6 separate regions of the Mus musculus genome follow, and regions 1, 2, 3, 4 and 5 are each linked to region 6. A link is a contact called in public HiChIP or PLAC-seq, Micro-C and promoter capture Hi-C data. All regions are on one chromosome and are shown on one strand. Each heading gives the region's core, a stretch centred on a gene start, on an enhancer-like site or on the middle of the called end of the contact. The rest is flanking DNA. Distances are from core to core; before and after follow the strand shown. Region 1 holds the start of Insrr (insulin receptor-related receptor). Region 2 holds the start of Mab21l2 (mab-21-like 2). Region 3 holds the start of Lrrc71 (leucine rich repeat containing 71). Region 4 holds the start of Prcc (papillary renal cell carcinoma (translocation-associated)). Region 5 holds the start of Bcan (brevican). Region 6 holds the start of Kirrel (kirre like nephrin family adhesion molecule 1).

The links. Promoter capture Hi-C pulls out the DNA fragments that hold promoters and counts their contacts. Hi-C and Micro-C count contacts between places; a contact is called where the count stands out from the background. HiChIP or PLAC-seq counts read pairs in DNA pulled down with a chosen protein or histone mark.
Region 1: a contact with region 6 is called in a promoter capture Hi-C map of embryonic stem cells. The contact joins the promoter of Insrr here to the promoter of Kirrel in region 6. A contact is called at or near these places in 6 of 39 promoter capture datasets (the C10 cell line, cranial neural crest, embryonic stem cells and 3 more), 1 of 484 Hi-C or Micro-C datasets (embryonic stem cells) and 3 of 115 datasets of contacts at active chromatin or transcription factors (bone marrow-derived macrophages and embryonic stem cells).
Region 2: a promoter capture Hi-C map of embryonic stem cells shows a contact between it and region 6, with 4 times the contacts expected there. The contact joins the promoter of Mab21l2 here to the promoter of Kirrel in region 6. A contact is called at or near these places in 3 of 39 promoter capture datasets (embryonic stem cells, hippocampal neurons and stem cell-derived epiblast-like cells) and 1 of 484 Hi-C or Micro-C datasets (embryonic stem cells).
Region 3: a contact with region 6 is called in an H3K4me3 HiChIP or PLAC-seq map of pro-B cells, with 3 times the contacts expected there. The contact joins the promoter of Lrrc71 here to the promoter of Kirrel in region 6. A contact is called at or near these places in 1 of 39 promoter capture datasets (stem cell-derived epiblast-like cells) and 1 of 115 datasets of contacts at active chromatin or transcription factors (pro-B cells).
Region 4: a contact with region 6 is called in a Micro-C map of embryonic stem cells, with 6 times the contacts expected there. The contact joins the promoter of Prcc here to the promoter of Kirrel in region 6. A contact is called at or near these places in 1 of 484 Hi-C or Micro-C datasets (embryonic stem cells) and 2 of 115 datasets of contacts at active chromatin or transcription factors (large pre-B cells and pro-B cells).
Region 5: a promoter capture Hi-C map of embryonic stem cells shows a contact between it and region 6. The contact joins the promoter of Bcan here to the promoter of Kirrel in region 6.

Annotation. Positions count from the first base shown.
Region 1 is chr3:87,794,422-87,798,379 of GRCm38.p6, forward strand. It overlaps Insrr (insulin receptor-related receptor), which reads left to right and starts at 2,530. Exons shown (of 22, transcript NM_011832.2): 1 at 2,530-3,087. The coding sequence starts at 3,003. It overlaps Ntrk1 (neurotrophic tyrosine kinase, receptor, type 1), which reads right to left and starts at 741. Exons shown (of 17, transcript NM_001033124.1): 1 at 512-741. The coding sequence starts at 723.
Region 2 is chr3:86,546,582-86,550,873 of GRCm38.p6, forward strand. Mab21l2 (mab-21-like 2) reads right to left here and starts at 1,702. Exons shown (of 1, transcript NM_011839.4): 1 at 1-1,702. The coding sequence starts at 1,110. The coding sequence ends at 31. All of the region lies in intron 40 of Lrba (LPS-responsive beige-like anchor), which reads left to right. Gm31677 (a long non-coding RNA gene) reads right to left here. Exons shown (of 5, transcript XR_375777.3): 2 at 4,187-4,245; 3 at 2,370-2,433.
Region 3 is chr3:87,745,857-87,750,100 of GRCm38.p6, forward strand. It overlaps Lrrc71 (leucine rich repeat containing 71), which reads right to left and starts at 2,767. Exons shown (of 15, transcript NM_028971.1): 1 at 2,449-2,767; 2 at 26-175. The coding sequence starts at 2,608. Pear1 (platelet endothelial aggregation receptor 1) reads right to left here. Exons shown (of 25, transcript NM_152799.2): 25 at 3,241-4,244.
Region 4 is chr3:87,884,064-87,888,214 of GRCm38.p6, forward strand. Prcc (papillary renal cell carcinoma (translocation-associated)) reads right to left here and starts at 1,499. Exons shown (of 7, transcript NM_033573.2): 1 at 812-1,499. The coding sequence starts at 1,279.
Region 5 is chr3:87,999,064-88,003,101 of GRCm38.p6, forward strand. It overlaps Bcan (brevican), which reads right to left and starts at 1,293. Exons shown (of 14, transcript NM_007529.2): 1 at 1,040-1,293.
Region 6 is chr3:87,172,029-87,176,017 of GRCm38.p6, forward strand. It overlaps Kirrel (kirre like nephrin family adhesion molecule 1), which reads right to left and starts at 2,509. Exons shown (of 16, transcript NM_001170985.2): 1 at 2,368-2,509.

The sequences.
Region 1 (3,958 bases), core at 1,280-3,779, 620 kb after region 6:
AAGCTGGTTCCTCACCATCTCCCACCAACTCCAGCTCAATCACAAATCCAGAGAAGAGCTGGATTCCCTGCATGACAAGGAAGAGGTTGGGGGCTGGCTTCCCCCTAAGTAAAAGAAGATAGCAAAGGTGCCACACTGCCAAATTCTGCACAGCTAACCACTCCTCCATGGGCTTAGGAACTTGGGCTCTTGATTGAACCCCACAAAAAGGTTCTTATCCTAGATCGCTGGACCAATGCCTAATCCACCTAGTTTCGGTCTTGCTCTACCCCAAACCAGCACCACAGTTAGCTACCCTTAATCCTGAGCGACATCCAGACAGTGACTGCGCGGCTCTGCCAGGGTGGTGGCAGCGGGAGAAGCCGCCGCAGCACAGCCAAAGGCTACACGTGCCAGTCTCCTACAGCAGCCAAGCCTGACCCCTCAAGCCAGAGGTGAATGAGTGCGCGCCCTCGGGGAAGGGCTGTGCCCTCCTGACCCCGCACCCCTCCCCCGAACGACACACACTCACAGCTCCGTCAGGTTCCCGGCGCCCCGCAGGCCGCGGAGGGTATCCAGGGACCCTGCCCTGGTGCAGCGCAGCCCCGAGGGGCCCACGGGACAGCAGACCTCGCGACAGGATGCGGCGGAGGCACAGGCCAGCATCAACGAAGTCATCAGACTGCCTAGCCCCGCGGCCGGGCGATGCCAGCCCAGCTGCCCGAGCCGCTGGCCTCGCAGCATCGCGGCGGCGCCCGCCTTGCTCGGGCCGCGCAGCCGTCCGTGCGCTCCTAGCTGCCGCCGCCCGGCCTCGCGCGACACGTGCGCGGGGCGGTGTTAAAGACTAGCCACCAGGAGAGGGCGGCACCCACGGCCCCGCCCCGCCCCGCCTGCCAATGCCCCCAGTGCCCCCTCCCCTTTTGAGGCCCTAATGCCAGCTCGCCTTCCTAATGTCCCTCGCGGCTGCAGGAGACCTGGGGCGGGGGGCTGCCATAGATTGCCTCACAAGTGTCTTCTGAGGCTGGGGGAGCTAGGAAGCTGATACCTTATTTCTCACAGTAAAACAGCTGCATTTTCAGATTTGCGGGGAAGTGGAGAAATTGAGCAAGGGAAGGGTTGAAGTCCAGGTCATCCCAGCCAGCCTCACGGTGCACTTTACTTAAGAGGGTGTGCATGTCACTTGGAATAAGTTAGGTGAACGCTCTCCAGACCCTAGTAAGGAAAGGGAGAGGGCCTCAGCATGGCTGGATGCAGAACCTGGGGAGAAAAATAGTGGGAGAGAAGAGTCCTTAGAACACAATTGGAGGAAGATTGGAAAGTGGAGACCTCTCGGTCCTCAAAAGACCACAGGGTGGCGCTAGAAGCCCTCGCGCCCGGCGTTTGCGCTCGGCCTGGGGCTTCGAGGGCGGAGAAGAGCAGTTCTGAGCCTTTCTAAGCTGTGCCTCTGGTCTTAGGGTCAGTTCCCAATCCTAACCATCCATCTGGGGCCCCAGAGCCGAGCCATGGCCAGGCAGACCAAGCTTGGCATCGATCGCCGTCCTGACAAGAGCATCGATTTCTGTGCGGAGAAATTAATAGATCTCTTAGTTCTTCGGACGTGGGAGCTGGGAACCATCGGCTCACGGTATTTGTGAACCTGGGAAGTCTCAGGCCCAGCATCCAGGCCACTAAATGGCAAGTCTTGCGCAATGGCCTTCTTGACTGCACGTATAAGTGTCGCGTTTAAGAGATCATCCCATCATGAATTGTCCTCCAAGTGGCCCCGAATAAGTACATATATAGAGACCCACTAAGCATCCTGAGTTCTTAAAAGTAACCAAATGGAGCCAGGCAGTGGTGGCACACGCCTTTAATCCCAGCACATGGGAGGCAGAGGCAGGCAGATTTCTGAGTTCGAGGCCAGCCTGGTCTACTTCCAGGACAGCCAGGGCTACACAAAGGAACCCTGTCTCGAAAAACCAAAAAAAAAAAAAGTAACCAAATGAAGGAGGAATCTCACAGAGAGAAGAACGACTCGTCTCCTAGGGATTTGAGCCAAAACCAAGGGATTTGACGGGGACATACCCCGCGCCAAGGAAGTATGTTCAAAGTAGCCTCGGGAGGCTGGGAAGGGCTGTGAGAGGCGAAGTGGTGAGGTCGAAGTGGTGAGGTCTTCAGGTTTCACCAGTGGAGTCCGACCTGTCCAGGCTGCGGGAAGTTACCCCGCAGATGTCAAAACACCTGTTGGACTCCAGAACTCCCCTGCAAATCAAGCCAGGGAGCCCAGCCGCTCCCTCCAGATCTGCAGCGAGCGGGTTGGGGGGGTGGGGATGGGGGAGAGAGGGAAACTGAGACAGAGAGAGGGGTTCCAGAGCTCAGTTCTTGGCCCCCAACCTTATTTCCCCAACACATCTGTCCCCCACCTCCCTCAGTTGACAGGCTAAATATTTTCCCTTGACTTGGTGGGAGGGGCGGAGAGAACAGAGAAGTCGGCGGGCGGCGGCGTAAACCAATCCGTTTCTGGAAAGGGCGGGAGCTGGGCGAGGTCCCTGCCTTTCTGCCCCACCAGCCGCGGCCGGTCGACCGAGAGTGGAAGTCTGCATGTCCAGGAGGTCCGCGGAGTGTCTCGGGGTGGAGTGCTGCGGGTGTCTCGGGACCCCGCTGCCGCCCCTTGGGGCACTCCCGGGGCTCACCGGGGGCTTCCACTCTGCCTCCCCTCAGGACTGCCTGGACTGTCTGGATCTTTGTGTTCTGAATCATCCTCCCTCTGGATGCCTCTCTGAGGCTCCTCCACTCCTATCTGCATCTCTGTCCCAGTATCTGTCTCTGGACCACACTGAGGCTGTCTCTAGCTGCTTGTCACAGGCTTTGTTTCCTCTGTTCCGAAATTCTTTTCTATCTCCCGCGGTCTCTATTTGAGATCTCTAATCCCTTTGCCTTTGTGTGTCGTCGTCGTCCCCACCCCTGCCACTTCACACTGGAACCTGGGTCTGCATCCTCCTTTCTCCCTGGAGGATACCTGGAAGACAACCAGGGCTGAGGTCATGGCAGTGCCTGCTCTGTGGCCCTGGGGAGTACACTTGCTTATGAGCCTGCTGTCCTTGGGATCTGGCCTGGACACACTAGAGGGTGAGTCCCCAGCAACGTCCGTCTAACCCCCATCTCCCTCCAGAACACCTATACTTAACTTAGTCTTTGGTTGGTTGGTTTTGGTGTCTCCAGACAGGGTTTCTCTGTGTTACCCTGGCTGTCCTAAAACTCTATCTGTAGACCAAGCCGGCCTTGAACATAGAGATCCACCTGCCTCCACCTCTCAAGAGCTGGGGTTGAAGGTGTGCAGCACAACTGATTCCTAGTTAGTCTTTATTGGGACGGGAAGACGAGGATCAGCTCTCAGAAGGACTTTTTGCCAGCTAGAACTGTTATATGAAGAGTTTTCTCTCTCAGCTCCCCTAAGAGGTTAAGGAGTTAGAAATGGAACGAACAGATGTTCTTCAACTCACGGCTGTTAGTGAAACCGCGATCCCAGTAAAGTCTGAGTTTAAACCAAAATGAGACTGAGAATTGGAGGTTGCTTCTAGGGCCACTGACTGATAAGAGGCAGGCTGGGATCGAAGCTGAAAACCAGGCACCATTAAGCAATTTGACTTACTGTGTGGATTGTAGGCTCAGAGACAGGAGAGGCAGACCCAGGGCAAGTCCTGAGCTCTGGCACCCCAGGCTTTCATCTGTGTTGGTGGGGACCCTGGGGTCCCACTGTGGGCAGGAGGGCTGTCTGAGAGAGGACTGCCTCTCCTCCGTAACTCAGTGATATACCTCAGATTCACACTTCTCACCAAAGGCACCTAGGGAGTGGGAGTGGGACTAATGCAGACCAAATAGCCCCTCATGGGTTGCCAGGGGCTATGTGGGACAAAGAAGAAGCAACAGAAGAGGAAACAGTAAGTGTATAACGCCATCATTTAATCTGCCTTTGTCCTCCATACAGAGTTTGGGAACT
Region 2 (4,292 bases), core at 452-2,951, 630 kb before region 6:
TATGTTGCTTTCCACGCAGTCGGCAGCACTCTATAGTTTGTCCAAGCTTTTGGGATTGGTGAGGATTTCCCTGGCCAATCTCCAGGTCTGCTTGGCAGCGCTCTCCAGGGCCGAGTGGGGCTTACCCTGGAAGAGGTCGAGGTTGGGCAAAAAGTAGTGAGGGCAGCGGCGGCACTGCAGGCAGGAGATGAGCTGTAGCAGGATGCCGTTCAGACGGTCGCCCAAGCAAGCCTCGTCCCAGTCCGTTTCCCTCGGGTGTTTCTCGCACTCGTACAGCAGCAGCGTCTTCATGTGGTAGTTATTGAGCGGCTGGCCAGGCAGCTCCAGGTGGCGGTCCCGCAGCGTCTTCAGCACCGAGAGGCACTTGTTTCTACAGCCGCCCATCAGCAAGCGGTTCTCCGCCTCACCGAACTGCAGCACCCAGGCGTCGCTTTCTGCGGAGCTCTGCTTGCCAGTCAGCGAGTAGCACTCCTTGGAGAGCAAGTTGAACCCTTCGGCCTTGACCTCCGCCACCCGATTGGGGCCGGGCCAGGGGATGTGGGGCATAGGCCACTGTGCCGCGCTGCGAGGCCAGATCCCGGTGCACTTGAACGCTGGGGTGATTTGCACCACGTAGCGCTCCCTGATGCGCAACTTGACCTCACTAGTGTCGGCGATCATCTTGACCACGTCCCGGTAGCTGCACTTGTCCACCGCCTGGGCTACTAGTGTCTGGAAACGCGAGCGGATCTTGCGCGCAGAAAGGTAGCCAGACGCTGTGATGAACTCGACCCAAAGAGACATGCTCCGCTTCCGCCCATCGCTTAGTTTGAGCACGGCACAGCCGGGCAGAGATCCGTCGTCCACGAAGTTGAAGACTCCCATCTGGTTGAGGTAGAGTACCACCTCGAACTCGGTGGGCGAGATTACCTCCAGCCCCTCGTAGCGGGCGTCAATCTCACTCAGAGAGCTGATGAAGCGGGGCTCTTGCACCTCCACTTCCTTTAGCACATCCGACACTACCTTGCAGACTTCTCGGATGGTCTTGGCGATCGCAGCCTTGCGCGCCTGGCAGCGCTCGGTGTAGTATTTATTGAGCTGGTAAACCAGCTTGGCCTGAGCGGCGATCATGTTGGGGCACAGGTCCGGGCTGTACACCGGCGTCTCGCAATACGTTGAGGGATCCAAGGCTCACGCACTGGTGGTGGCCCTGCGGCTGTGGAAAGGCGGTGCGTTCCCCCTGAAGCCCCAATTTCACTCTTGCTTTCCACCTGGGCTGACCGGCTGATGATATAGCCGGCTGGCCTTTTCTTTTCCCTCTTTGGAATTTTCTTTTCTTTCTTCCGCAGAAAATTAGAAATAATATTATTTAGGGGGGAAAGTACCTGCAAAAATAAAGACGAGCCTCTCCTTGTGCGGGAGAGATGGATGAAATCGTGAGAGAGAAAAAACTAGGTTACCAAGAGGCTAGGCTTAGATGTCCGCAGCAGCCACGATTGCCCAGATATCTGGAAATGAAGTCTTATAAGTGCCAAAGTAAATTTAAAAATAAGACAAAAACATTCAGTGGTTCATTCTGAAACTTCTCCCTCGATGGTTGGACGCCTTCGCTCAGCGTAGGTGATGCCTTCCTTACCCTCCCCCAAAAGGAAAGTGAAGGATGTAATTAATGCCCGGAGAGCAGCGAAGTACAGCTCAGGCCGCAGCGCACTCTGAGGTTTGCAGACGCCCCGCGCGGTCTCAGCGTGCTAGTCTCCTCTCTTCTCAGGGGGTTGTGTCGTAGCAGTTTTCCTGGCTTCCTACTGGAGGCGTTGTTTGGATTGGGTTGGTTTGTTTGTGGTGGGTTCTTCCTGCCTTTCTCTAGGTGCAAACTGCTGCAAGTTGTTTGATATTCTTTTCTGCCTCGTTATTTATACTTTTGGCCCTAGCAAAATCTATTTTAGTGTGACTAAATCGTTGCTTACGTTGTATCTGGTGTGCAGGTCTAAGGAGTCCGGGTTTTTCCTCTCCTCTGGGTTGCGTTTGCAGTCTCTACCTCATCCCCCTGTCCTCTGATACCTGCCCCCCACACTTCTCTCTCTCTCTCTCTCTCTCTCTCTCTCTCTCTCTCTCTCTCTCTCTCTCTCTCTCTCTCTCTCTCTCCTTAGTTTATGAATGGTTCTGGGCCACCGTGAAGGGGTGGAGCTTCAGTTCCTACAATCCCTATGCAAGCTGTCAGTGCTTTAGCCAATCCGAGAGAAAGAGAGAGAGAGGACAAGCTTGGGACCTCAGCAGCCACCACACTGCACTTGATAAAGGGGGCGTGGGGGGTGAGAAAATGGGACTAGACAGAAGCCAAATGCTCTCACTCGTTTCATAGTCCCATTTTCTTTTTTATCCTCTTTTCTTACCGTTGCAGTGAGGAGGAGAGTCTTCATAGAAGGGATTCTTCTCTGGGTATGGCTGGATCAATTCCTGCAAAGTAGTAGTGCTTTCAGTGAGCTTCACTTTTGGTTTTAAGTCTCTGAACATTCTGCAGAAGGTGCAGACTCTAACAAACTGTCTTTGGCTTGAAGGCAAATGAGAGCAGGAAGGGGAGCTTAAGAAAGGACTTAAATTTTGTAGTCCCCCCCCCCTTCTCTTTCCCTCCCATCCCATTGTTGCCAAGAGCTGGAGAATTGCTGTGTATGTGTAAAGGAGGGGATAGGATGACAGTCTATAACCATAAATCTCTTGTTAGTAATTTCCATATGCTGTTAAAAATACAGAACAGGACAAAAACTACTCCAGATATGTTTTTGATCCTTATTTCATAATTTAGATTTAGCTATCTTTGTGTCATTATTTTACTCTTATAGGAATTTACCAATAACTAGAGAGAAAATATGTGAGTTTTGAGAAACTGTAAGTTTATATATTAGCATACATTACTTGGTTATACTTGCTGATTGAAATAAGCTACCAAAATAGTTTAGACTTAAATTAAAATGAAGGAAAAAAATGAGCCTGAATTCAGGTTTTCTTAATTTTTTAAATACTGTGACGTTAATTGTGAACATATTCTTGGGCAGTACTGGTTTAGAATAATTTTATTTTCATAATTGATTCTTGCTTTTAAAGGAGTTGACTGGGATAAAAATCTATAACTTTACTGTTATTGATTACCCAGATGGCCTTCCTCCTCCCCTGCATCCCACTAAAACTCAGTCGCTCTTGTTCCTTAGAATATGTGTTATCCTTAACAAGCTGTGTGATTGCTGCCTCGTAGGACTTTTGGAAAAACAAGGGCTGCAGCAAGGTGATTCACTTGCTACTGGGAGTTTATCTCAGAATTTAAGATGCCAGGGCTCTCAGTTGTTTTAATACACTCAGGTAGTTAAGGGCTATTTTTAGGTTGATTTGGCAGATAATATTTAAGCCGTGGGTTATGCATAGGGAAAATAAAATCTTTAGCCCGTTTTTTTTTTTTTTTAAAAAGCTGTGTATAACTTTTGTAAAACCCCGTAGGAGAGCTTGACTTGCATTTTTTGAAACCTACCAGAACCTGAATTCAGTTGCTACCGAGAGAGCTAATGTTTCTTTCTACTGGGCATGAGATGCTTGGATCCCTACCCCTTCATTCGTTCTTAGTCTTTGGTGGTCCGGAGGGCTGGAGACTTGACCCGCCTCCACCTTGATGCTAAAGCTCCTTTCTAAAGAGTATTTGGGTTTTTCTTTTTTAAACCAAGCGGGATTTATCGCTTGGGGGCCGTTTTAAGTAGCGAGGAGTTGGGAAGAACCTTGCAAAGTAAGCATCAGAGAGCCTCTGGGACAGTAGTTTCATGGGCGTTCCTAAGAGTGAATGCACTACTAGGCGGCTAGCTGCGGCCAGCGGTTTCCCGCTGGTCAGGGAGGCTTTGGTGCTGCAGGACCCAGACCATGCCATGTAGCCGGGTAACTAGTGCGTTCTATAGTCCCTGCCTTGGAGGTGTTACAGGCCAGAGGGGTGTACTCCCGTGGAGTATGGGACCACAGGGAAAAGAAGCTTGGAACAAATCCCACAGGCAGTGCTGGGCGGGCGGGGACTGGTGGCAAGGCCCAGGTGCAGAGTTCCTCCACATCCTCCAGGGGCCAGATCTGCAGCATGCATGTGGCCAGAGACGCCTGTGCGAACCCTTGTAATTCTGGCTGTCTCAGCTCGGCCTGCCACGTCTTCAAGCTACAGGACACGCGCACCCACTGCATTCACCTCTGCCAGCTTGAGCAAGTTTCCTCACACCCTTGTCCACCGTTTCTCCACTTCTCTTCCTAGAGGCAAGGATGATAAAACGTTACAAATGTTTTGATTTAAAAAC
Region 3 (4,244 bases), core at 1,517-4,016, 570 kb after region 6:
GAGGTTTGAGTGGGCTGTGGCTCACCTAGGACAGGTTTTTCTGACGTGGAGGCGGAAGGGACAGAGCTCTGTTGGACCCGTGGCCGGGTGACAACTTTGGGAAAGTCCACGTAGCCTGACCGTGTGCAGAGCTCAGCGAAGTCTGTCTCCAGGACCCCCGTGCACTGGTACTCCTCTGCAGGGTAGCAGGAAAGTGGGTCCCCGCCTGCAGCGCAGCGGTCACCTCCACCCTCACAGCAGCCCCAAGTGGAAGCTGCTTTGCTAAGACCAAAGCTGAAAATGCTGAAGGAGAGCAAGGGCTCACAGAAAGGGATCTATACCTACCTAGCCGGGTCGCTGACCTGTTTGACACTTCATTATACATATAGTACTTGCTAGTCAGTGTCCTGACAGTTGTAAAAGTTTCTCATTGTCTTGATAAGTTCTGTTAAGTCAGTCAAACCCACCACCTACCATCCTGAGACTGCAATAAGATTGCAAACCTGGTGTCTGACACCCTCAAGGGCCCCCTGCTCTTTCCAGTTTTCACCATGGTAGCCTAGGAAGGGTTCCTGGAAATGGGGAGTCCCTGTCAAAGCTCCACAACGGTCCCCAGGTGTCAGTTGTGCCTGGCCTTCTACCATAAGTTTGTGTAATAAGGGAGCCGGGCCCCAGGTCACCAAGAGCCGCATGACACAGAAAGCCTGAGAACTCTTTGGGGAAAAGGCAAGAGGCACTTGGCTCCTGTGGCCAGCTGTCAGTGGAAACTCAAGACACATGGGAAATGGTCAACCATTTAGTCAGATCTACTCACTTAACACTTAGAAGGAGACTCGTGGAGGGTGGGTGGCCTCTGCAGCGCCCTGTGTATGCTCAGGCTGGCTCTTCTCAACTGGATGCACCCTTCACCCTTCTCAGCATCACTCACCTCTCAGGAGCAGAGCCCCTCAAACTTTAACATCCATGGGAACCCCTGAAGAGTAGGCTCTCACAGTGGTTTTATTCCTACAAGACTGTCTCAAAGGAACTTATTTTTGTCCTCAGACCCATGCTAAATGGCCCCAACCCACAGTTTGAGAAACTAGTCACCAGGACATACAATGGCAACTGTACAAGTCTCTGTGACCTCCACATTGCCCATACCCAGGGTCCCTGTGCAGTGGTCACTTGAGTTCTGGTCCCTGCATCTGCCAAAGCTGCTCGGGCCGGCCATCCTTGCTAGAGCCTTCTGCTTTGTGTTTCTTCAGTCAGAGTTCTGACCCATCTTAGAGAGTCTCAGGTTTGAACATCCCAGCACCCTGGAAGTTCCCAAAGTAGTCACCCTGCCACTTCTCATTCCTGCTGAGCCTCGAACCTGAAGGCCCGCCACTGGACGGCCCTTCTCCCAGCTTTCTTCCCACATCTCCACCCAGCTAGCATCCCAGGCTAGAAACCTGGGACTCGGTCATGCAGTGCAGGGTGACTCTCCATCCCCCTCATCCTTCACCAACTCCATCTCCCAGGAGCCTAACACACCCTCTCAAACCTTCACTGTCCTGTGCCGATGATCACCGTCCCTGGACTGGGCTACTCAGAGTCACACTCACCTTTCTGCTGCCCCTATCTCTGTTTCCCATCTCCTCCATGCACAGCCAGCGTTTCTTTTTCTCTTTTACTCCCTTGGGTCACACTGTCTTGATGTATTGTTCTATAAGGAACTTAGTGCCTCCTGCCTCAGTACCCCGAGTGCTGGGATCACAAGTATGTGTGTGGGCTTTCTGTGCCCAGCAAACCCTGGCCTATCTGTCTTCCCTATGAAAGATGCTTTTTCTCCAGTTCCTTATACCCTGCCTATCCCTGGGCACTAGCGCTGACAGGAAAACAGCACCTGGCAAAAGGCAGACCGGCAGCATCTTTTCCCAGTGTTTTATTTCCATTGCAAGGAAAACGGGGTCCTGACCCTCTTTAATAACAAAAGCATCGAATTTGTATCAAGATGCCTTCTGATACATTCCCTTTTGTGCTTAATTGGTTCAAACTGAGTTCTGTCCCTTGCAACATGAGAAGCAATGGTCCTGTTAATCCAACTTTAATAGTTTTCTTTAAGCGTGCCAAAGCACAACTGTGACCATGGCCACAGAGAAGACACTCAAAAGTAACTGTTGTCTAAATGAATATCCATAGAGCTGTGTTCCTAAACCTTCCCACAGCCCCACGGGATCTTCTCACCACTGCCTCAGCCTTCTTTGACCTATCTTGTCACATCTTACAGTGCACGTCAGCTTCCCCAGGCAATGTGTACTCTTTAAGACCAACCCCTGAGGAGGTGGGATGTGCTGATCCACATTTGATCTCGGAGGAGATAGGTAGACCTCTGAGTTCGGGGTCAGCCTAGTCTGTAGAGCAAGTTGCTGACCAGTTTTAATTTTAAAAAAGAAAAAAAAAGAAAACGTCAAGTCCAATTAATCCAGCCCTGCCCCGCCAGCATACCCGGATTTTTTGGCTCGTCCTCTCCCACCGGGGGCAGGGTGCTTGCTGTCTTATCTTTAGCAGCCCGATCCCCCTTCTTGGTTACTGCTCCGGATGACTTCTGGGCCCCAGGACGCGGAGTCCTGGGTGAGGTCCCTGTAGTGCTTGGCTCACTTGACATAGGGGTGCTTTTGGACCCCTCGAGTGAGAGGCAAGATGAAACGGGACTCTGTGGGCCTCACCCCTAGGATCTCCACTCAGCCAAGCGACTCCGCGACTGCCCTCTCCAGGGCAACCCAGCCTGATTGGGTGGGGCTGTGGCCGGAGCAACGGGCAAAGAGTGCACGTGGAGGCCCCTGACTCTGCCAGAGCCAGAGCCAGTGGGCGTGGCTAGGCGTAGGGCATAGATGCGTGGAATCTAGGGCAGTGCAGCTAGGGCCCTAATGGTCTGTACTCTCTGTACTCGCAGAGGAGGTTGTGGGGGGAGAGGACAACGCACTGAGCTAGAAGGTTGTAGGGGAGAGAGAGTGCCTTGTGAAGGGCCCAAGTGGTAAGGGCTCGGGCTATGCTGAGTTCTTTGCCAGCTCTCCTCAGCTCCCTGGAGGTCTGGAGGCTTGTCTGCTGGTTTGATCTAGGAGGTCCCATCTTTACCATTTCGCCATCCCGGGCCCCTTTGAGTTGCTTGGCTCCTCATTCAGTACCACAGCAGCACGGATGCTGCTCTCTGCTGAGACTCTATCTCTGAGGAGAGCTCCAAACTAGGCTCTGGGGGACACTGGGGACACGGTATTGCTGGTACTTTGATTCAGCCACTCAGCTTTTAGAGGAACATTTATTGAGTGACTACCCTGTGCCAAGGAAACCAATAGTGAGTGAGCCTAAACACCAGAGTCCTGCATCAGAGAGCTGGCGATCAGCCTCTCCACTAGGGGGAGGCAGACGCTAATCTAGCAACAGGGGAAAGCACATCGGAGTGCAGCTTGAGCTGTGCATGTGACCCTGAGCCGTTAAACCCAGCACTCAAGAGGCAGAGGCAAGCAGAGCTCTTGAGTTCCAGGCCAGCCAGGACTACATAGTGAGACAGAGTCTCAAAAACAAAACAAAATGCAACAATCCCATCTTCTTGCCTGGTACCACTTCTGCCTTCTGTGGGTACGTGGAGAAGAGAGTAGCTATGAAGCAGATGTGGGGTGGGTGTTCTGTGGAATATGTGAAGGGCAAGCAGGACTCAACGGGTAACTTAGGAAGGCTGAACTTAGATGTGCCAATTCCTGGGCTGGGAAGTAGGGTGGCAGACAGCCTTCATTCTGGGAAAGAATGAAGCGAGACGGGAAAGGGAGACTGCAGGACCGTCAAGGCGTACCAGGAGGACAAACACCAGAGTCGGGGAGCAATCCTCTGAGCAAAGACATGGAGGATTACTGGGTGAAGGGCAGGCAGGTAGTTAGGGCCTGCTGCTGGTGGAGCTCTAACTAGTTAAGCTTGGAAGCTGACTACTAGATAAGATGGAAAGTGCAGAAGGCAGAACCTATACCTGACTCCCTCTAAAGCCAACTAGAGACACACACAGCCTGCCTGAGCATACACACAGAAAAGGTACCCAACACATACTTTTAAAAAAAATCGATCTAAAATCACACTTGTACAACAACATTCTGCCCACCAGCTTATGTCCACAGGGACTTGAGCAGTGGGTGGGAAAAGAGGGTTAGACACTTTGTCAACTAGTGTCTCCCTCGGTGGAAGCACAGGGCCACAGTCCGTCTCTGTTCACTTCACCAAGTGTTTCTGTTCGTGGCCTGCTGGTCCAGTCCCTG
Region 4 (4,151 bases), core at 249-2,748, 710 kb after region 6:
TGAAGCAGAACAATCTAAAATTCAAGTCAGTCTAGACAATCTAGAAAAACCATTCCTCAAAATAAACAATGGAAACAGGGCTGGGTTTTGTAGCTCAGTGGAAGAGCATTTACCTACTATGTGTGAGGGAGGCTACAAGTCCAACTCCCATTGTGTGTGGGGGTGAGGGAGAGGCAATACTCAATTTCTTATACCAGGGATAGTGTAATACACTTTTTAATCCAGCACTTGGACTCTGAGACAAGAGGATCACAAGTTGAAGCCCAAGCTGAGCTACACAGTGATTCAAGAAAAGCCTGGGTTACAATACTAGAACCATGTCAAAATAAGTAAACATTCCATCTCTTCTCTAACTCCACTCATGTCCTTTACCTCCTTCCAGCCTTCTTATTTTAGAGATGGGGCAAAGGATAAGGCTGGTCCTGGATGTTCAACAGGAGCACTTTAGTCCCACCAGCTGTCACTTCAGGCGCCACTTTTAACCTGCCCTCAATATGGGAAGAGAAGCCAACTGAGATAAAGATGCTGAAAGGGAAAGAATTGTCTCCATGCATGCGCCTTAAGCCTGTCAGTACCAAGGATACCACGCATCCCTTTCTGCAAGGAAGTCCCAGGTTCCAGAATGCCTCATGGCCAATACCCTAACTCCCCAAAGCAGGCAAGTTCAGGTGAATTTAACCGCCTTCTAAGAGGATTCCAGCGGCTCGGAGTCAACGGATGCGTTTGTCGAGCTCCATTATGGTTACAAGTCCCTCCTACCCCTAAACTCCAGCCCAATGGGACTTGAGGTGCCCCCCCCCTCCATACTCACATCGCCCTTCTGCAGCTCCGGCGCCGCTATCCTAACCGGTTCGGTTCTCTTCTTTGGCTTGGGAAGGCCCAAGGGGGGTCCGACACCGCCCACAGCTGGGGGCAGACTGAGCCCAGGGCCTTGAGGCGATGGCAGCCCCAGCCCCTCTCCAACTCCCGCAGCTTCAGCAGGGCTCACTCCTGCAGGTGGCGGGAAGCCGCCCAGGCCAAAGGGCAGCGGCGGAGGCGGCTGCAGTCTGGGGTCTCCGGTGGGCGGGGGCAGCAGGAGCGGCGGGGGGAAGGCTGGGGCCAGCATCTGGGGGGGCGGGGGCAGCAAGGCCGGGCCTTTGGGTGCAGGAAGAGAAGCGAACAGGCCTCCTAAAGTGGGCCCTGGCATAGGAGCCGCCACATCCTCTTCCTCCGGCTCCGGCTCCGGCTCCGGCTCATCCGGCTCACTATCGTCGCTGCTGGCATAAGCAACCAGAGACATGGCGCCTCCCGCCTTTGGGACGCCCTTGCTGGCAGACTAGGCCTACTTGAGACCCGGGATGTCCCGGCGGCCTAGTAGGCCCTACCAGCGGGCAAGGCGGGGAACCGAAAAGCGCCTCCTGCTCCGTGCTCTAGAACTATCCCCGGCAGGAACCCATGGCTAGGGTTGATTTCCACCGAGTAAGAATTCCCGCTACACTTAAGCTCCTAGCACCAAGCAACTACACACACCTAATGGCCGCCGAGTCACTCCGCCTACTACTCACCTCACAGACTTAAGAACTACAATTCCCAGAGAAGACTTTAGCAACAACCCCATTCTCTACCTCCGGGAACTCAGTGCAAAGCATGGCGGGAATTGCAGTCTAAAGGTGGCGTAAAGGGTGCGCAGAAAGACTGAGCGAAAGCTTCCTCTGATGCAGTGATTCCTGGGATTCGTAGTTTGTTTGTTTGTTTGTTGTTGTGTGTCCTTTCAAGTCCTATGTTACTACAAGCCCCATGGATCAGCGCGGTAGCACGTAAGCATTTAGAGCATTTCGGTACTTGAAGTTCCTCAGAGCAGCTAAGGATTATGGGAGCTGTGGTACCCTTAGAAACTGCAAGTGTTGTCGGGAAAGTGATGAAGTCTGGGAAAGTAAATAGCTTAAAGGGAAAGTTACCTGTAAATAAAACAGTGATGCTTCCGAGTCGACCTGGGTGTTAGAACAAAGCACCCCAAGAAAAGACAAAGCTCTAGGGTACGTTATAAAATTAAGATTGCGAAGCCAGAAAGAAAACGAGGCCGCAGGCATCTGAGAGCATGGCAAGGGTGGTGTCATGCACCTTGAATCCCAGCACTAGGAAGTCAGACGCGGGCGGAGATCTGTGAGTTCGAGGCCAGCCTAGACTATGAAGTGAGGTCCAGGACAGCCAAGGTGACACAGAAAATCCTGTCTCTGTCTCACAGAAAAAAAAAAAAAAAAAAAAAAAAAAAAAAAAAAAAAAGAGTCAGTGCTCTTAACCAATGAATACACCAGTATACATCTAGTAACAGTACACACCTCCCATGAACGCTATCCCCATGAGTGTGGGGACTTGGGCTCCTTCCTCAGCAACTAGTGAGAAGCACGGGAAACTAGGGCAAGGTATTGGAGAATTGGAGATTAATCACTTTACCTCAGTAAAAGGACAGACTATGGCCCGGTACACTTCCAAGTTCTTAGGGGTTGATCACCTGTGCCCACCCTACAGTGCATGTGTCTTTGGCATTCATTTCTTGGCTGGATGTGCTGTCTTCTCGGCCTTTGCGTATGGCCCTCATATCCACCCACTTTTACTGCAGGCTTTTTCACATACTGCCCGTCTATGATGACGTGCTGTGCAACTGCTCTTCCCTGGCTCCCTGTGATTCTGGATCACTTCTGTCACCCTCTAACTGAGGGCCCTCTACTTGCCATGTCCTTTATACATGAACCCATCTCTCTGTGGGTACCTCCCTGCTCCTAAGAGCAGAAAACCTTTGAGGTCAGCCAACAACGAAAGAGCTGCTAGAGTTTGGCAGGGAGGAGGCTAAAGAACGTGGAAAGGGTGCTTTGAGCGAAGGATGAGGATTGTAAAGACTGTGAAAGGATGTGGCTCTTCCTCACCAGCCTCCTCGCCATGTGTCTGAACATTTGGCTTCATACACAAACTTATACCACCTTCTCTAGACATCTGCTTAAATCTCCCAGAATAACTTGTATACACCTGTGTTTAAACTATACTGAGTTTAGGCAGCTCAACATTACAGTGCTTAGCTAGCATGCACGTATGTACATGATTCAGAATTTGACACCCCACTGATACCTGTCCCCCCCCCAAAAAAAATTAAGATTTATTTATAGCCCAACAGTGGTGGCGCACGCCTTTAATCCCAGCACTTGGGCACTTAGGAGGCAGAGGCAGGCAGATTTCTGAGTTCAAAGCCAGCCTGGTCTACAGAGTGAGCTCCAGGACAGCCAGGGCTACACAGAGAAACCCTGTCTTGAAAAAAATATATATTGCCAGGCGTGGTGGTACATGCCTTTAATCCCAGCACTTGGGAGGCAGAGGCAGGCATATTTCTGAGTTCAAGGCCAGCCTGGTCTACAAAGTGAGTTCCAGGACAGCCAGGGCTATACAGAAAAACCCTGTCTCGAAAAAACAAACAAATATATTTTATGCGAGTACACTGAAGCTTTCTTCAGACATACCAGAAGAGGGCATCAGATCCCATTACAGATGGTTGTGAGCCACCATGATGTGGTTGCTGGGACTCAGGACCTCTGGAAGAGTAGTCAGTGATCTTAACCACCCAGCCATCTCTCTGTGCCACCCCAAAAACAAATTTTAATGTATATAAGGAAAATGTGCCCTAGGAAAACTGAAAACTACAAATCCTTGCCTGGGCATAGTGCACATGTCACCACCGCCCGGCTTGTTTTTTTTTTGTTTTTTTGTTTTTTTTCTAAAGAAAGAATACCAACGGGCAGCAGTGGTGCACACCTTTAATCCCATCACTTGGGAGGCAGAGGCAAATGGATTTCTGAGTTCGAGGCCAGCCTGGTCTACAGAGTGAGTTCCAGGACAGCCAGGGCTATACAGAGAAACCCTGTCTAGAAAAAGAAAAGAAAGAAAAAAAGAAAGAAAGAAAGAAAGAAAGAAAGAAAGAAAGAAAGAAAGAAAGAAAGAAAGAAAGAAAAGTCCAATATTGATTTCTGTCCTCTTTCTCTCTCTCTCTCTCTCTCTCTCTCTCTCTCTCTCTCACACACACACACACACACACAAACACACACTCACACACTCACAAATACAGAGCTGATTATGGTAGCTCATGCTGAAGGGCCCTTTTTATCCCATTTTGTCTCCACTCAGAA
Region 5 (4,038 bases), core at 43-2,542, 830 kb after region 6:
CCTGGCCCTCAGCTCTGGAAACAGTTTCTCTTTCTGAGATCTCATTGCGCATACAGGCTCACGGGGAAAGTGAGGTGGATGACCAGAGAGGGTTAGAGCTAACTCTGAGCCAAACCGGGAGCCAGGTCACTGTGCCCTCAGGAAGGAAAGCTGCACAGATAATGAACACACTCTGTAAAGAGTCAGACTTGGGAGTATTCGGGGACCCAGGACTACATGGCTAATGATGCAGCCGGGGGTCAGTTACAACGTCAGGCAAGATTTCCTACCGACCATACCTATTCTCACTGGCTCCATCTCCCACTCGGTCTGCCTTCATAGTCGCTAGCCTGAGCCTAAGCGGTCCTCCTAGATCCTCCCAGGACAGACTCCCCTGCTAAGCAGCGCTCTGGCCTGTGCTGTGCAGCGGGCCGGGCGAGCAGTCACTCGGGTTACCGCTGGCAAGTAAGCCAGGTGCTGGAGCGTTCTGAGGAGGGGAGGCTGGGAGCAGGAGCTACTCACACGCCCGCCCGGCCCTGTGGCTACCTCTTTTACCCGTGTTGGGGCAGCACGGGATGAGGAAGGAAGCCTGAGGCCAGAGGATCCGACTGCCCTGAGACATGAATTTTTGATCCAAGTGGCCAAGAGTGGCTACTGTGACACTTCCCGGAGGAAAGCCACCACAAGGACCGGAGCTCAGCAGTCCCCTGTCGTCTCCAGCCCGGGCATCCTTAGTCGCTCCGCAGCCCAGACGTCCCCTGGCTCCTGAAGGCTGCGCGGCGAGGACAGTGAGCGAGCAGACGCGTGGCTCAGGGTGCCGAAGCCGGCACAGAGCGCTGCGCGCCCACCTTCAGAGAGGCGCCGCTGCCGACCGCACCCCCGAGTGCCTGGGGACCCCAGGAAGCTACGGTGGGTCACTGTCTCGGTCGCCCACAGCAGCCAGTATCGCGGCCCGCTCTCGCCCTCGCCCGGATCCTTTGGCTCAGAGAGGTCAAGAAACTTACCCAAGGTCACACAGCAAGCAAGCAAGCGACCGATAGGGCCAGGCCTCCGCACTCACCTTGCGAGGTCCCCTCCGCGCACACCGCACGTCCCGCAGCCGCAGCCGAGACTGCGGCGCAATGCGCGGGCGCGAGCAGGGCCGGGCGCGCGGGACCCAGACAGGGGCGCCAGCTCGCCGGGAGCCTCACAAAACCCCCTTTCTTCCCACGCGCCCCGCCTTCCCCGCCGTCCCCGGCCCTTGCCGCCCCCGTGGGGGGCTCTGCGCGGTCACGGGACCCGCTGCCTTCTCTGTGCGGGTTCCGGGCGACAGCGGGCAGAGGGAGGACAAGCGAAGTAGGACAAGGTTCCGCGGACGGGAGCCCAAGACTTGCAGCGGGGAGGGCAGAAGGGGCGGGGAGGGAGCGATGGAGGGCGCTGTGGCGACGCAGGATGGAGAGTTAGAACACGGGAGGGACTTCTCATTGGTTAAAGGGAGGAAGACCGGCTCAAACTTAGTCGCGCAGAGGATGGAGGGACGACAGGAGCTTTGCCCCGGGAAAGAGGGCACTGCTGGGTGAAAAGGGGAAGTCCTTTTCTCAGGCCAGAGAAAAGGCAGATGACCACAGCCATCCCTCTTGAGGAAGCTTTGATCGGGCTGTGCTCCCCCGGTGCTCCTCTCCCTCCCCGGCGGAGGAGCTGACTTTGCAGTGGTTGACCAGGTGGAGGTCGACTCGCAGAACTACGGGTTAGGCAACCCAAGTCAAGAGAGTCTAGGCGCGCGGTATCAAGTGGTACAGTGAGTGATGGAGCAGGCGTCACAGGTTGCAGATCAATGTGTGCAGGAGAGCCTGCTAGCCTCGGCTGGGCTGCCCAGTGTGCAGCCAGGAGCCTGGGGGTGGGCCTCGAGGACTGCCAGCTGTCCCCCACCCCCACTTCACCCGCTGCTTCTCCCTGCTTTCCCAGGCTTCCCACTTTCCTCCTCTTGCTTGCGACTCCAGGCAAAGCCTTGGCACCAGCTGTAGGCCACTCAGCCAGATCCTTGTCCTCAAGGCCGGTGTGGGGGCTGTGACCTTACCATTTCTAGATCCCCAAATGCCGACTGTCTGCAGACACCTTCACCCCCAACTCAGGGAACAGTTTCCTAATCACGCCCCACCCCCTGCCTTGGATGGAGTTCCAAAAAAACAAAACAAAACAAAACCAAAAAACAAAACAAAACAAAAAAAAAAAAAAACGCCTTCAGAACCTCTGGAAAAAAACAAACTCCTCTCCAAAGCCTTACAAGTTTAAAGAGAGGACTCCAGCTAATGCCGCCCACTGTAAGGACAGGACAGAAGGACCTTGAAACCCAGGGCAGAGTCACGCAGGGAGAAAACTACCAGGCAGTGGTGCCAGCAGAAAGGAGAAAGGGGCCCCTGAAGAAGCTGCACAGGAGGCCTTCATTTATTCATTCCTTAAGCTTGACCCACAAGTCATCTATGTACCAGGCCCTGTCTGGGGCCCTAAGACTGGGGGAGTCACCAGTTGGGAAGGACTCTGAGGTGCTGGGTGCCAGCTCTGGGTTGCACCTGCATGGCTCACCAACACATGGGCTCCATGCCCTGCAGGTCTCCCAGGTGGAGCTAGGAAAGAAACCAAGGGGCTGCAGTTCAGCCCAGTTGCTGTCTTGGATATAACACAATTTTTGCCTGGGAAAACCTGACTGTGACCAAGGAAGACAGGAAAGAGATACCCCCCGCCCCCGCCCCCAGCTCAGAGTTACCAATGTGCACAACCCGGGGGAAGGGGAAAAGAATCCTGGGGCCAGTGGAGCCAGTAGGCAGCCATCTGCCAGGAATGCCTTGGCCTCTTCTGATCAACCAAGCAGGGTCCCCACCACTCCTGTGGAATCCTATTCTTTGTCATTCACAGCCTTATGAGGTCTGGTTAGGGGCTCAGCAGCCCATGGGGACTGAGTCTTTGAGAGGGGCCCCTTTCTATAAAAGATGGGCATTATAAAGGCCCCCCTTTTTTCCAGCTGGGGACATTTGCATCGAGGTACACCCACACAACTCTAGCCATTGCTGATAGGTACCTTTTCCCCAATTATGGAGTCTGGCATCTTGACTCATAGCCAAAGGACTCTGCTCATTTCTGTTCTCCATCTGAGGTGCTCCTGGACCCTGGCCTGCTCCTTGCATCCCCTTTAGATCTTAGACAGAGATCTTGGCACTGGAAGCCAACAGAGCCCAGAATGGCGGCTTTCGTGTGCAAACCCGTGTCCTAGCAACAGGGCATGACAGTTCTCATAGCCACAAGGGTCTTCTAGATGCCAAATGGTAAACGGCGGTGTCACAAGGGTCAGCCGGTTGAATCAGAAGTGGCCTGCCCAGGACTGCTGCACCAAGGGCTCAGGAAAAGAGGGAGGAGGAAGGCGAGCTTGGAGAAAGCCAGGCAGTGGCGGCTCGCCTGCCCTGTCCCCACGTGGTGCAGCTGGCTGCCTCCCAGCCTGCCCTGGAGACTTTTCCAGGCTCTCTTGAAGAACCAGCAATCTCCTCCCGCTTTCCCAGGGCAATAGCTTCCACACAGGCCAAAGCTGTGGCCCAAGGTGAGAACCCACGCTGCTCGCAAAGCTCCCGCCTCCCAAACACCCCTCTTCGGTGTTGGCTCTTACTGTGCGCCCATCTGAAGTGGCCGCTGGAGGGCTGTTCAGACTCGCGCCCTCTCCTGCATTGGCAGCCAGCCCCCTCAAGGCCCAGACACCTGGCTTCTTGGCTGGGAGGGGCCCAGTGCTGGCACAGCTGTGCTCAGAGAATGGGGGCTTTGATAGTCTCAGAAGGGGGCCAGGAAGCATAGCAAAGCTTAGAAATGCCAGGGGGTGGTTCTGAGAGATGGCACAGCTGTGGCCTGGAGCTGGATCTGCAGCTGAGTATCGGCCACCAGGGGCAGGCTCAGAGGAGATCACTAGAGGTACCAGAGGTGTGCATCACCTTCCCTGCAGGCTCACTCCTCTGTGGTGTTGGGGCATGCACCTTCTCTCAGTTTCTCCACATGTAAGATGGTGCCAACACATTGTTGAGCGGTCTTATGTTAGAGCAT
Region 6 (3,989 bases), core at 1,259-3,758:
CCTTTTCAATTTCTCCTCCCTGAGACTAGGGAGGGAGAAAAATCTCCTAGAAAATGAATAAATATTTCAATTTTCAGCGCAATCAGTCTGGGGAGCTGGGGCGTGATGGACGAGGCAGCGGGGGAGGGGGAAGATAATGGTTTTCATTTAGATAAGATACAGAAAATTATTTAGTAAAAAATGAAGATAGATGAAACCCATCGAAAGTCTTTAGAATACGGCTGTTATTTCTCAGCGAGGCTGAATTTCCCCTTCCCGGCTCTTCTCTGTTCTCAGTTTTGCTGCTCCTCAGACTACCTCTCCTCGTCCTCACTTCCCACTACCATCCCTCCTCCTCCAGCTCACAGCCAACCACCCTGTGTACTCTCCCTGCCTCGTCCTCAGCTTGCCAGTGTCCCCATGTCCCCATTTCTCCCCTAAGGGTCTCCTCCCCAACCCTCCGCCGAGGAGCGAGCGGCTCTCCTGACTCCCCTCTCTCCCTTTGCTTTCCTCCCCAAACACACATCTGCACCCCTCTGCAGTTCTGGCTTTCACCTCTGATAAGAGTCAAGTAGGCTGGGATTCGGTTGCCTTCCCTAGCCACACCCACCCACAATGATGGACAGGTACTCGGCAAGCATTTTTTTCCCTGACCTCCAGTCAGCCGGGATTCAAGCTACATGTCTCTCATGTTTGCTAACTGCAGCTTCTGTTTCTTAAAGCTCGTTCTACTTGGTTGGAATATGAGGGCTGCAAGAGAGGGGCAGAGAGATGCCTGCTTCTGACACCTATCAGAACTGACACAGCTGCCCCTCGACCGGCCATGCTCTTCCCCTCCCCCTCTCCAGCAACCTGGCTTGAACAAAGTCAGAACTTAACTTATCTTCCCAACTTTCTGACAAGTGGCCAACCTGAAACCAGGCCTTCTTTTCTCCCTCCCCCTAACTCGACTCCTGCTCTCACACAGCGGATGTGCGCCTTCTCATGTTCTAAGAGGGTCCTGAGGCTCCAGGGAGGGAAAGGGAATTGAGACCCCTAAGCTAAGCCAAGCTTTGCCTTCCGAGCTGGAGGAGAGAGGGCTAGCAAAGGGGAGGGGGGTCCAGTGGAGCACCCCACCCCCTACACACACACACACACACACACACACACACACACACACCATTCAGGAGAGGAAGAGAGCTGGCCAATGCCTGGGGCTCTTTCCATTCTGCGGCTTCTCTCTTTCCAGATCACTCACCCACCCCAGTGAGAGACCACCTCCTCCATTTTGAAGACTGTAACATCTCTGTAGGCGCCTGCCTATAAGAATGTCTGCCCCAAGTTTCTTTGTTTGCTCCATGGCTGGGGTGTGTGGAAGCAATTCTGTGTGAGTGAGTGCTATGTCCTTTGAATGTAGGAAACATGTATGTACAGTTTAAGTTTGATGCCAGGGTATAACTAGGCAAGTGTGTGTCAGCTTAGAAGAGGAATCTTCCTTCTTCAGAGGTGTCAATCAGTGTCTTTGTGTATGTGTCTGTCTCCATGTGTGTGTGTGTGTGGGTGGTGGGGGGGTCTCCTTAGGTGAGTAGTCTGTCTCCATGTCTCTGTTGGAAGCTATCTGTGTGTCTGATTTCTGTGCTCCAGTTCAGGCGAGGGGCTCGACAGTGTTAAATCTTCCTTGGAGTCAGTCTCAGGAGGCAAAAGCCTTTTCCTGCAGACCCCAGGCCTGGCTGGGGTTTGGACCCTTGGTTCCTTCACGTGCATCCAGCCCAGTGTACCTGAATGCACTCATCTCTCTCCCACTCTTCCTACCAGCTCTGCCCAGCTAGTTCCAAAGGAGCCTCAGAAACCTGCACTTTTCTGACCCGAAGTGAGTGCCTGGCTCAGTCAACTCCCCTTCCCCTGAACCCAGACAACCCTGGTATCTAGACTTCTATCTCCCACCCACAACCTCCAGGGCGGGGGACCGAATATAGCCTTCCTTTGAGGGGCAGCCCCAAGCAGTATGCAGCCGCACATCAGATGAAGGTGACTGTAGGCTGGATTGGGGTAGCAGGATCCCTCAGCCTCATCTTAGGAAGCCTGCGTCTGTGTTTTCCACGCACTCCGCCCCCCAAATCTGAAATCAAATCCCATCTCCTCCCAGCCTTTCTCTTGCCCAGGACCCAGTAGTCCGGCCCTGGGCCCAGGAAGTGGAGGGATGGAGGAAGGACCGCCAGGAACTGGAGGAAAGACTTTGAGCACTCCGATCCCTTTTCTACTCGGATCTCGGCTTTTGCGACCTAAGTTCTCTGTTCTCCCGCGCAGCCAGAGGAAGCAAGTTGGGCCGCTTCACCAAGAACTCCTCGGTGTTCTCCCGGAAACTCCACGCCCGTTCCCTGGACTCCCTAGCCCGCGGCTGGGGCTTACCTTGTGAGAAAGTGTTGTAGAGAGTGAGGATCCAGATGAGGAGGCTCAGCATGCTGTCCGCCCGCCGCTGGGCCCCAGTCGGCGCGAGCGGGGCCGCCGCTGGCTCTCTCTCCTCCCTCCCGCCCTTGCACACAAGGCGCACACTCGCTTGCCTCTCTAGCCGCCGGCTCGCTCCCCTGGCCCCTCCTCTCGTCCCGCGCCCCCTAATAATTTCTGCCCTCCGGCTTTATCTCTCGGGGCCTCTCTCAACCTCCGCGCCGCGCGCTCTCTCTCCCTCTCCCTCTCTTCCCTCCCCGGCTCCCTCCCTCTCTTCCTGACGTCTGCTCTCCCTCCGACGGCGCCTCCCTCCACTGCCCTCCCCTGGTCCCCCAACGCGCGCGCACACACTCGCTCCGCTCGCTGGAACCGAGATGGGAGGAGAGCAAAGAGAAAGGAATTGAGGGCAGAGGCAAGGGGTGGGGAGGGGTGGGGAGAACGAGGCGTCGCAGGCTCTGGAGCAAGGACCGCTGGGTCCTGGCCCACCAGTGCTTGGTGCGAGACCTACTTTTACCCCCAGTGGTGTAACTGAGCCGGGCATGGGGTGGCAGCCAGGACTGAGGACGAACCTTCATCAATTTGGATGACTGTGTTAGGAGGGGTGTGCTTCTTATGCGTCTGGGGGATGGGGGTGTAAAAGCTTTAAGATCTCTTCTTCGTTTTAATCCCAAACCCCAGAATCTAACCCTAGATGCCTAAATTAAGAATTCTCAATTAACTCGAGAGTGTTGGAGAGGGAGAAGCTCTTCTTGCCTACAAATCTCAGGCTGGAGAAATCTTGACTGTCTTTGAGCCCCTTCTGAGGGCTTCAGCCAGCCACATTGAGGCCCGCCTCAGCGCTGGAGTCCGTAGCAGCCATGAAGAGGCGCAGTTAACTCTTCCTTTGTTCACCCCAGACATTTATCTATCCGGAGGGAAAACCAAAGAACTCGGTGGCTTTCTCTTGTGCCTCCCCGAAGGCTTGCTACAGAAGGCAGCCACTGATCGATCTCTAAGCACTCAGGAACTTGAGGTGCACTGGGGTGAAGACATGGAGAATCGAAATAGAAGTGCATTCGGGTGGGTTCTCCAGTCCAGAACCCAGTGTAGTAGCCACCTCCTCTCCCAATCCCTAAATACATCCTTCTGCTCACTGGGCTGCTGAGTGTGGGAGAAATAATAGAAACACAGGAATTGCACAACTTTGCAATTACGCCCATCTGGAGAGGCCTCCACCTCTTCCTTCTCATATTCTAGATCTCCTGAGTCCCTAAAAGCTCCTGGCCAAGATAGCTTTATCTTCAGGCTTGGAACTAAGGCACACAGCTCTAGTGCCCTCTGCTGATATGAGATGGGCACAGTTTCCTCAAAAAATCTTGACAGTTAGATTGAGTGAGTGGTCCAGACGCAATCTGGAACAATTAGAGGGCACAGAAACAAAGTCAAAACTAGCCAGCTAACCAGTCAACCAACCAAACTAACAAACGACCCATAAGTTCATATTCAAAAGCATAATATGACTCAGAGTTCTCTTTATGTTAAAAATATTTGCAAGCATAGACAAAAACCAAAATTTTAAGACAGGGATATCTAATCCAGAGATTAAG